Regions from separate parts of the Capsicum annuum genome. Here region 1 is linked to region 2. A link is a contact called in public Hi-C data. All regions are on one chromosome and are shown on one strand. The core of a region is the stretch at or near the end of the contact, and the rest is flanking DNA. Distances in the headings are between cores, read along the strand shown.

Region 1 (2,700 bases), core at 20-2,519, 370 kb before region 2:
CTCATTCTATTAATAGGCTGTCCTATTTAATTATCTATGGATAGACATTGTTATAGTCCACAAAATATGTACACTACCACCAATGTTTTATAGGTTAGAACATAACTCTTCTTTACGAACTAGTTCATTTTTATCATACACAACAGTGACTGGCTGAGAACCCCATGGAAAAATTTTGCACCTTACAATGCACATATTTCTCATGCACCTACAGAACTTGTACATTTAAATGCTTTTTCTAGAATACCCAAATTCTACCATTCTCACCATGTGGGTAATTGCAAACATGAGAACAATCATTATTAAATTTCTATAGAATAACCTTAGCATTTCTTTCTTTAACTCTAGTTTCTAAGCATCCAAAGACATCTATTTTATTCTTCCACAAAAAGAGTAGCACCTCCTTCTATTTAAAAGGCTTATTAAGCCTTATTACATTCCATGTGCAAATATTCATAGAGTTTAATAAGCAAGTGCTTAGGTGGATCTTAAGGGACTAGCTCCATCTCCTTCAAGTCTTGTTAATATAGAAAATCTATTACCTAACCTCTCCTTAGGCACATTTCTTTCTTGCATATTTATAGCAGGATCCTCAAGTGTAGCTGCTTCATGATCTCTAATTGTAGTAAACCCAAATTACACCTGGACAACAACATCACCTGGTCAACCCTGCCATGTCTGCACTACTCTTTTCCTCCTTTTAGGAAGTTATTTAAACTCTCCCTCCTCTTGATATTCCTTCTTTTACTGAGAAGATTCCTTTATCCTCGACCAACAATACACATCTATATGTCTAAATCTAATACAATCAGAGAAGAATTTTGACCTCCAATCATACTCAACCTCTTGTTGAATGGTACAAGAAGGTATGTAAATGTTAATTTAGTATTGGAGTAGATATAAGATATCAACCTCCACCAGTACTCTAGCATAAGAGATCCTATTCTATTCCACAATGCACCTATCTGTATGTAGGGGTTTACCAATTCCACTAGCCGCTTTTTTAGTGCTTTAATAGTCCAACAATCCGCAGGCAACCAAGGTATATTTATCCTTATGGGAACCATTGTCATGCATTCAGTATCAAATACAAAATCTACTGCCCAAGGCTTTAGGATGATAGGTTTATTGTGATAAGTGTAAGGTCATGATTGGATTACCTCATCCCTGCCCTCAATTAAAGCAGATTGAAATGCATAATAGCTATTAGCATGGTAAAGGATTTGGGGTTTCATCATAAAATTCCAAACACTGGTTATTAAATTATCCATAGATTTCCCATATGGATTGTCTCCAAGAGCATACCCAATAAGAGTTGTCGACTAATGTTCATCAGCTGCTTGAATATCCTCCGTTGTTAGCTTAACTATTTTCTTCCCATCCCGTTGGCTGGGCGGTTTGTACGATAGTATATTCCCTTTAACCAATGCCTAATTTGTTAGAGACAATGGGTTTTGCAGGATTTGAGCTCGTATAAGCACTAATATAAAAAAAATAAAGTCGTCGGGGAAGGATCGCTGTTGCAATCACTGGTTTCTTACCCTTAGAGCTTTCTTGAATTCTATTGCATTCAGTATTTTCCTTATCTTTGATGTCACCCAAAACTAACCTCCAAAGAGGTATGCTGTGGTCGGTGCTAAATATAGTAACCCTACTTGGGAAAATATTGAATAGTTGTTTAACTTTCTAAAATCTATGAGCAACGAAGAAAAGTAAATGGGGGATTTGAAATCAATCATAAGTAGTAACCAAATCTCGAATGCTTTCAATTGTAAACAATAAAAAATGAACACTAGGACCGTGTTATCCCTGGCTTCTCAACTTCATAAATCTATCGTGTTCAACCCACCCATTTTACTTCTCTATATGTAAAGTCGACCAGTTATGTATTATCAACCGTCCTGTGAACGTGTTGATAAATCTTACCCGTTGGTCGCCTTATTGCTCCTTGGCTATTACTTTAGTTCAACTTTCATCTTTTGTGTATCATCCTGATTAGATGATATGACGGAATAATAAAATGGATGTGAATCACAAATTACTGTTTTAATCCTCTTTTCCTAATCTCAAACTCCCTTGTGAGGAAGTTTGCGAATGCAGGCTATCCCCAAGCATCTGCAGTAGCTATGAGGTCAATTATTATGAAGAATATTAAGATACATGCAGAAATGTTAGAATAAATTAATCTCCCACTTCCTTTATGTAGCTAATCTGCCAGGGTTCCCATAACCTTAGTTAGGGAAATCAACCACTCATGTTCATGCAAGAATCTATGATAATCAATGAAGAATTCATGTAATTAATTTCACAAAATAAGATGAATAATACTCAAAATCTTCAATAGAATAATAACCCAAAAATCTCAAGAATAATGCAAAGTATGTAAAAAGTGTGTAAGAGTGTATCAAAGAACGTAAGAGAATGTAAAAGAATGTAGCCTATTACAGGATAAACCCTAGGGTATTTATAGTATCTAAAAATAACCCAGAAATCCCTAATAAAAACGAAAAAGGAAAAGTAAGTAGACACATGGTATGAGTCGTTCGTCCACCCATAAGGTCTTCTTATGAGTCATACAGTGCCTCTATTATCCATTACAGTGTCTGATCTTCCAGGGGCTTCACTTTTTGTTCTTCTTATGATTTATTCTCACAAGTCGTATCTTGACCATATGACTTATGTCCTTCAATCTTTACCACT
Region 2 (2,700 bases), core at 53-2,552:
ACCTCATAATAAGGACACGCTCAATATCTTCTACTGAAATTTCTTTAAGTCCAAGATATCATAAATGCAACAATACTCTGTGGTTACAACAAACTTCTTGCTTCAAAACAAAATTATTTTCTGTTATACAAAGTTTACTCAATTTAATTAACCTCATTGTGTGCTACAAGAAATTTATTTCAACAAATTCAAAAACAGATTTAAAGTAAAAAAAATATTAGAGAAATCTCTAACAAAATGATAGACGAAGGAGATGAATGAAATCAAACCTTAATAGCAGGAGACGGGGAGAGGGATAAAATTAGTTCAACTTTACATTTCCTAAGCTCGAATTTATGCGGATTAATAAAAACAAAGAGAAAACAATCTCAATTTTTGCATCAGTTTCATGGATTGAGCAAAGAAGAAGAAGAAAAAGAAAGAGGAGGAGGAGGAGGAAGAAGAAGCAAAGGAGGAGGAGGAGGAGGAAGAGAGGAAGAGGGGGAGGAGGAAGAAGAAGAAGAAGAAGCAGAGGAAGAGGAAGAAGAAGGGGGCTAAAATTAGGGTTCTTTAAAGAGGAAAAACGGATTATGACCGTTAGGAGTGTGAAAAGAGCATTTTAATTTATTAAAAAAATACAGATTAAATTGATTTAATGCATCCAACAATAAGTGCTTCCACGCTACTTCAGTCGGGCTACGAAGGATATATTTTGATATAGTTTACAGTTAATGGGAGTAAATAAATAAAAATTTAATTCAAGGGTTAAAGTAAGTACACAAGAACAAGTTTAAAAGTGAAATGATATCTTTTTTCTTTTAAATATTTAAAAGTGAAATGATATCTTTTTTCTTTTAAATATGTACCGGATATTATAATTGACACGAACATGCATTATGAGGAACAATGAGAATATGCGTTGGGTACGGCATTATGCTTATACGTACACCCCAAGAAATCATATGTTGAGTTACAATTACTGATGCCCCAAAGGATTTTCCATAAGTAAAGGAATTAGACTTCCTTTATGGTTATAGCCCAAACTCTGCAACCACAAGCTTTCTGATAAATTTTTCTAATAATAAAATGTTAATAACTACGATTGGATCGGTGGGTTTTTTATATCCCCCAAAAAAATAAGTTTCCAAGTATGATCTTAGTCACTCTCCAATTCCTGGGTTCCAATTATTATTGCAAACAAGAAAAATTGAAAAGGAAAAAACGCTGCGTGACACGAGATGCAAATTTGACAGAATATAACGCTGTTCTACAACAATTCTAATTCACTGGTATATGCTAAGTATATTCATATCAAACCTATGACGCTAATCTCTTTTAGGTGCTAACGCAGATTCTTTACACTACTTACCCAACTATTCTCGTAAAAGAATCAGCAGAAATTGCCATTTCACACTCTTAAACATCATAATTTACAACTCTGCAGCCTCCAAATGTAAATCTCGTCTAAATTTGGTCCGCCAAAGCTCATGAAACCAATATTTGCATTAGGTTTCTGACGCACTTCGCCAGATTCAAGTAGCCCCATGTTACGAGTGTAAAAGTATGGTATTTTGTTTAAGTTGCTTACTCGCCTCTGTCTTCTTGTGAATCTTCACGTGGAGGTTTGTGATCTGTAGCTCTAGTAGAACCAACAGTTTCGCCCTGAAAAAGGGAATGAAAATCCATAATTAGGATTTGGTCAATTAACAATATCGTTGTCTTATATTAACTTGCACACAAGTAATATAACTTACAATATTTAACTTCCCTGAAGACGAAAAGAGAAGTCAATGAGAGCCTAAAAATTTGGGCGAATAGCAAATCACAATAACAATAATCTTTTGATGCAAGATATATCCGTCTACTGTCCACATATATTGATGTTCAGCTTGAACCAAGAGATGCTAAGTTACCTTCTTTCTTCCGTCAGAAACATGCCGACCTTCTCCAAGGTTGTGATCATCATCTGAAATTTCACCAGTCTGAATTCTTTTGTCTTCCTTCACTACCAAAGAAGCACTATCACCATTTACAACCTGGTAATTTTTAGAAGTGGAAGTGTCACGACTAGTAGAATCACCATTCATAGAGTGAATTCCTATCCTATTTTCCATCTCCGCTGACTTGTCTTCTTTCCTATTAGCTGCTACCTCCGCTCTCCTCTTCTCCCCCTCCCTTTGTTGCCGTCTTCTTGCTTCTTGTTCCTTTAACTGTTTAAACCTGAAAATATAAATAAACAATAAATTCCTAACCACAAACTTCTCAACTCCAAACAAGGGCCAGAAGTCTTTCTAACCTTTCACCCTGGCGGGGCTTATCTGAAGTAGGATTCCCGTCTTTCTTTTTAGCTATTGCTGCTTCAGAGATTGATTTATGAATTTGAGGTTGCTCTTTCCTAGAATTCTCATCAGTTAATTTCGAGGTTGGAATTTTTGCACCCCAAGGTTGCTCTTTCCTAGAAGTATCATCACTTAATTTCAGGGTTGAAATATTTGCACCCCCAAACTTTTGAAGCCATAATTGTTGAGTGGTGCTAAGTATGTTGTTTGTGAACCTTCATAAGATGATAAGCAATTCTGAGATATTATTGACCATAGGAGAACAATAGTGGTCAATAAATTGGATAATAAAGAGTATAAAAGATAAAAGAAAATGAAAAAATCAGAGGAATAAACTGCTATTTTTTGATAACCTAGGAATAAACAACTATTTCCGAACTAG

The links. Hi-C and Micro-C count contacts between places; a contact is called where the count stands out from the background.
Region 1: a Hi-C map of leaf shows a contact between it and region 2, with 2.5 times the contacts expected there. The contact joins two enhancer-like sites. A contact is called at or near these places in 2 of 5 Hi-C or Micro-C datasets (leaf and placenta).

What each region holds. Positions count from the first base shown.
Region 1 is chr11:80,204,125-80,206,824 of UCD10Xv1.1, reverse strand. No RefSeq gene overlaps it. Among protein-coding and RNA genes, the nearest start is that of LOC124889129, 6.4 kb to the right of the region's middle. Within about 2 kb of position 1,269, at least 2 of the 5 cell types and tissues checked have an H3K27ac peak or open chromatin away from gene starts, as enhancers often do. A contact at or near this core is called in leaf, where this site is marked.
Region 2 is chr11:79,830,648-79,833,347 of UCD10Xv1.1, reverse strand. LOC107847902 (ALBINO3-like protein 1, chloroplastic) reads right to left here. Exons shown (of 11, transcript XM_016692499.2): 9 at 2,276-2,533; 10 at 1,893-2,199; 11 at 1,209-1,641. The coding sequence ends at 1,564. Among protein-coding and RNA genes, the nearest start is that of LOC107847902, 5.5 kb to the right of the region's middle. Within about 2 kb of position 1,302, at least 4 of the 5 cell types and tissues checked have an H3K27ac peak or open chromatin away from gene starts, as enhancers often do. A contact at or near this core is called in leaf, where this site is marked.